Linked DNA regions of Rattus norvegicus: region 2 is linked to region 1. Evidence: chromatin contacts called from public Hi-C data. All regions are on one chromosome and are shown on one strand. The core of a region is the stretch at or near the end of the contact, and the rest is flanking DNA. Distances in the headings are between cores, read along the strand shown.

The links. Hi-C and Micro-C count contacts between places; a contact is called where the count stands out from the background.
Region 2: a contact with region 1 is called in a Hi-C map of Schwann cells, with 3 times the contacts expected there. The contact joins the enhancer-like site here to the promoter of Map3k3 in region 1. A contact is called at or near these places in 4 of 12 Hi-C or Micro-C datasets (the A7r5 cell line, Schwann cells, liver and 1 more).

Annotation. Positions count from the first base shown.
Region 1 is chr10:91,518,545-91,521,244 of GRCr8, forward strand. It overlaps Map3k3 (mitogen activated protein kinase kinase kinase 3), which reads left to right and starts at 1,432. Exons shown (of 16, transcript NM_001107058.3): 1 at 1,432-1,724. The coding sequence starts at 1,721.
Region 2 is chr10:91,567,486-91,570,185 of GRCr8, forward strand. All of the region lies in intron 6 of Map3k3 (mitogen activated protein kinase kinase kinase 3), which reads left to right. Among named protein-coding and RNA genes, the nearest start is that of Limd2, 23 kb to the right of the region's middle. Within about 2 kb of position 1,251, at least 38 of the 93 cell types and tissues checked have an H3K27ac peak or open chromatin away from gene starts, as enhancers often do. A contact at or near this core is called in Schwann cells, where this site is marked.

The DNA of each region.
Region 1 (2,700 bases), core at 182-2,681:
CAGGACAAGAGAGAGATAATTAAATAGTATGGGGTTGAGAGAGAGGATGAAGAAAATGGATTGTGTAAGATACTCTTTAAGAGATCTGACACCCCAAAGTCACCCCCTAAGGTGTTTCTAAATGACAACTGAAAATGGCATCCGAAGATTTTTCTGGAATCTGAAATATGTCACTGGAACAGTTCCAGAGAAAGAGAACCCACACTAATTCTGGTAGAGTTGGAATCTAAAGACTGGGTGTATAAATTGTTGAAACAATGGAGGTTGAAGAAGTTAATCACAATGCCCTTTTGAAAGATCGCACAGCCAGTACAATTGTTTTGAGACAATATTTCGTGGCACAGGAAACACAAATGTGTAAGCACACTACAAAACAATACGAAGTGGTTTTTTTTGTTTTTTTTTTTTTGTTTTTTTGTCAAACGTTGCATATCTAGGTAAGAAATAGATAAAACTATCTCTAGGGTTGGGATTTTCCTGCACTTTTAACTTTTCTTTTAAAAACGTGTCTCGATTTTATAACTCTGAGCAAAATTTGTCCAAGAACAACTTTAGCAGAACCCCGAATGTGGGGACCCACATTCCAGCACTACCCTAGCCTTTGGAGACGGAGGAATTAGATGTGCCCTCGGAGGTCTGAGACCCAGGGGAATGAGAAGTAACGAGATCGAGACCGTCCTCCTTCTAGTAAAATCCGCACGTAGAGCCGTGGGCTGCTTAGGGGATCGCGCGGCACAAGTGGCCTGGAAGCTCCGAGCCAAATCTTCTCCGCCCATTCCAGGCCAGACACTTCGCACCAGCAGGGGCCGAACACCTCAGCACCTCGAGGTCGCCGACAACCATAGGGCCGAAGGTTGTCGTATTCTGAGGGCCTCTACGCTTTTTCAAGGAGCCAGCCAGTGTAGCCGCTGAGGGGAACAGCGCCAGCCCGCGCGCCAGCCGAGGGTTCCGCAACTGAGTAGAGGGTTGTGGGCGGGGCTTCAAGCCGGAGCTGTGATTGGAGCAGATTGGCCAGAGAAGCCGAGAGCGCCAGCTAGTGATGCTCCGCGGCGGGTGCTCAGCGCTCTCTCTGTGATTGGCTAGGCGCGAGAGGACGGGCGCTGTCTGGGTGATTGGCAGGCTCTAGACAGCCCTCGGAAATCGCCTTGACTTCGCCCATTGGCATCCTGTAAGAGTAGGCGGGATTGGTCCGTCGTGATTAGCTGGCGGATGAGAGTGAGGGCGTTGGGAGAGAACGGGAGGAGGGGCGGGAGTATCTGACTTCCTCCTGGTTATTGGCTGGCAATGGGCATGGGGGTAGCGCCAAGGCCCAGCGGCTGTCTGCGATTGGCAGATGCTGGCATGAGTGACAGATTGCAAGGCTTGCTGCGCGCCCAGCGGTTTGTTTTTCGGAGCGTTCCTGAGGTGGAGAACAGTGGCCGGTCGGAGCTACTTCTGGACTTCAAGACTGGCAGGCGGGCCAGCCGAGTGGCGCCGCCGAGGCCGGGTTGGGCCGAGCCTGGGAGCGCCGGGGATGTAGCGGGCCACCCTGCTCATGCCACAGCGCCCGGCCCGGGCCGGAGCCGGAGCCTGGGGAGGCGGCGGGGGCCCCGAGCGCAGCCCACGGCCCCCGCGCGGAGCCAGGCCTGCCGCCGTCCCCGCCGCCTGCTCCCCCGGCATGCAGCCCCGGCTGCGGAGGTGACACTTCTGGGCTGATACCGCTGCCGCCGCCATCGCCACCATGGGTGAGTACCGCCACCGCCCCGGCCTGTGCCCGCGCTGCTTCGCGACGCTCCGCCCTGGGCTGAGGGGAGGAGGACCCTGGGCCGCTGCCTGACAGGCATGGACAGTTCGCCGGGCCCGGGACTGAGGACCGCGAACCGCTCGCCTCTTCGCGGCGCCGCGACCAGGGCTGTGATTCTGGCTACCAGGACCTTCCGGGGGTGCCCTACCGGCCAAACCCACTCGGCAGCTCTCTTTTCGGGCATGCGGCGGGCGCATCCCGGGGAGGGGTCTGCGGGACGGAGGCCCGTGCTCGGTCGGGCCGCCCACTCCGGTCCCCAGCGAGCTGGCGCGCGAGCTTGAGGGTGGGGGAGCCGGAGCTCAGTGTGGGGCCGGGGCTGGAGCCTGGTGCAGGCCCAGCTGCTGTTGTGTCTTTTCCTTGATTTGCTTTTTTTTTTTTTTTTTTTTTTTCCTGCCTGTGTCATTTCCTTCCCTTTGCTCACACTGTGAGTTCCCGGGGCTTTGCTCTGGAGCTCGGTGCGCTCCCCTGCGCAGGGGGGAGGGTATGCGGGGGATCCACTGCGACGCTATTCGACGCGGATCCCTGTTAGCAATAGCAGGCTTGAGAAATGCGAGCTGCGCTCCTCACAGATTACTGAAGTTAAGAATCGTTAAACGCTGTGGGTTATAACTCAGACCCTACTTTTGGAAAAAAATCCGGCTCTTATCCAGTGCTATCCCTGAAACTATGTAACTTTTGAAGGAGGCATTCGCTACATAAAAGAATCACTATGAAATCATTTCCTTTTTGTCAGTATTTGTAATTCTGCTGTGAAGATATAATCTAAGAAAAGTTTTTTAATGTCTTCTACACAGTATTTGAGCTGAATAAAATATATATTTCGCATAATTTTGGTATTTTACCAAAAGACTTGGACTTAGCTAAGGAATGTGTGACACTTTAAATATATTTTGCTTCTCCACTTGGGGAAGGTATTG
Region 2 (2,700 bases), core at 1-2,500, 49 kb after region 1:
GAGAAAGGGAGAGAAACCTGGAATCTCTTGCAGGTAGAGGATGAATTCAGATGAAGGGAAAAGAGAAAAGCTGGAATTTTATTATAGCAATAGCTGGTAGTAGAAAGTCCAAACACTGTGTAGTATAAACTTCTAGTCCTGGGACAAGAATCCATGAGGTGGTTTCTGCTAATACATACTGAGAAAATAAAATTGTCTCCTTTCTTCACTCCAGAGGTTCTTTTTGCAGTAAATTTTGTGTACTAGGTAAGAATATAAAGTGTATGGTGATAGTAGCTGCTTTAAAATGGAAACATAGGTTGTTGCTAGTTTTCTATGGAATAAAAAGATCGAGAAGTATTTTTGCACAGCCTTATCCCATGTGAGCAGTTCAGGAAATGTTGCTTTCTACTGAAGAAGAAAAAGATTTGATTACTCTCCTATCTCATCTGTCCCCTAAAAGAGAAAAGGATTTGGAAATATCTCTTTGCATTTGCAGTGACCTGCACATTAACACTGACCCAAAGGCCTAGAAGTCCCTGTGGAGGCAACTTCCTGATTGTATCAGCTTCCTGATGAGGGTTCTCTGAGAAGAGTGAGAGGCTGCATTTCAGCCCTAAGTCAGAACACAAGTGAAAGAATCATCCACAGTCTAGGGAGACAGTTTGTTTCTGCTCAGCTTCTCTGGTTAAAGAAACTAACAGTAGATGTAGAGAGAGATCCTGTCTCAAAACAAAACAAAACAAAAAAACAAAAAAAAGAAACTGACAGTAACATAATCTGGGAAAAATTTTAACAGCTCACGCTTAAACCCTGGACTTTTCCATTTAGAATGCCTTCAGAGGAAGCTGCAGATAGGCTCTTCTGTGATGCTGGCCTGGGCCTCTTGATGTGGTTAGAGCAGCACAGTCAGCCCGGAGTATCAGGAAAGGCTATCCCATGGGAACTGCCTCCTCCCCCCCCTTCTCCTCCCACCAGTGAGTGCCCTCAAAGACTATGGAATCAGTGGTGCTTTGATAACAGAGCTTTGCACCTCCTGGCTTGCTCCTGGTCATTGCTGGTAAATATGTGACTGTCAAGTCTTGTAGCTCAGTGTCCAGCTATTTCTCTCACTTGCTCTCAACTGTTGATGCGCCTCCCATTGGCTCTCAGGTTTTGAAATGAAGATTAAAAACAAAACTGAAAATGCCCTGGAGCAGTCCTGCTGCCTCCTGCTGTTTCCATTTGCTTCCTCTGATAGCCACTGGTCTGGGGAGACTTCCCTTTCCTGCTCCAGGCAGTGGGCTGTGCACAATAGCCCCTGGCTCATCGCCCATCAGATAGCAAGGCTGGCTTTCTGTAGGCCGCAGTGTGGATTGGAAAAAGTGAAAGTCTCTGGCTGGAAATAAAAGCCCAGAAAACCTATGCTCTTACCACCCCCAACCAGGCCCTCCTGTGTCTGCAGCTGTGGCCCTGTGTGCTAGATTCATCCCAACTGCCAAAGCAAGGGGAAGCAGTATGCTAGTAGAGGAGGGAATGCTGTGGACAGTGTCAGATATTACCAACAAGAAAGGCTTTTTCCCTTCTAACTAATCGCTTGTAGGAGACCTTTTAAAAAATTTGTCCTAGGGGTTGGGGATTTAGCTCAGTGGTAGAGGAGCCCTGGGTTCGGTCCCCAGCTCCAAAAAAAAGAAAAAAATTGTTCTGAGTAAAATTATAGTATCTTTTTATTCTAGAGCACGCTAGAAAAGAACAATTGTAACTTGTTTCAGGAAAAGTAAAATTCTAGATTATGGAACCAGTGAGAGAGTGAGAGAAGCAGATTCTTATGCTCAAACACACAAGAGGCAAGGATCATCTAAGCATTTTTCAATGCAGCCCTGGCCATGCTGGAACTCACTTGTAGACCAGGCTGGCCTTGAACTCAGAGATCCAAGTGCCTCTGCCTCCTGAGTGCTGGGATTAAAGATGTGCACCACCGCCGCTTGGCATCTTAGCTGATTTTATTGCGCAGTGAGTTCACAGCAAAATATCCCTAAATTTATACTCAAAGCAGCTTCAGTTTCTATAGAGCTTTAAATACCTAGACAAACTGTCTCCTACAGGCTTCTGAGATCATTTCAATACCATGGCTCAGGTACTGACTTACTTCACTCTGCGATGGAGAGGTTGAGACAGTAAATATGCAAAATTCTTTGCCTATTTTCAATATAATATAGCTTTATGTCAGTCTTCTCATCTGAGACTATGTCCTTGGGTTGATGCTGTTGGGCTTCTGGAGTTGCCCCACAAACTACATGGACACCAGTCTCAATCAGACAGGGATAGTTTATTGAATGCACGTTCTAAGGCTGGTCGATCAGGGACATAGCTTGGACTTCAGGAACTGAGAGCTACTGCCTGGAGCATTTCTCTTTTTTTGTTTTTGTTTTTGTTTTTTTGTTTGTTTTTTGTTTTTTGTTGTTGTTGTTGTTGTTGTTGTTGTTGTTTTCCAGACCTGAGGACCGAACCCAGGGCCTTGCACTTGCTAGGCAAGCGCTCTACCACTGAGCTAAATCCCCAACCCCGAGCATTTCTTAGGGCGAGCTTATAAAGGCTGAAATTGCAAAACCCACAGTCAGCTCCTCCACAGGTGCAGGAAGTGCTGCCTGGTGGTTAGCCCTGACCCAAGCTATTTTAGACATAAAAGTTGATATAAACTTCAAGATGATGGGCCCTAAGCGAAGCTTATGGTTGTAGAAT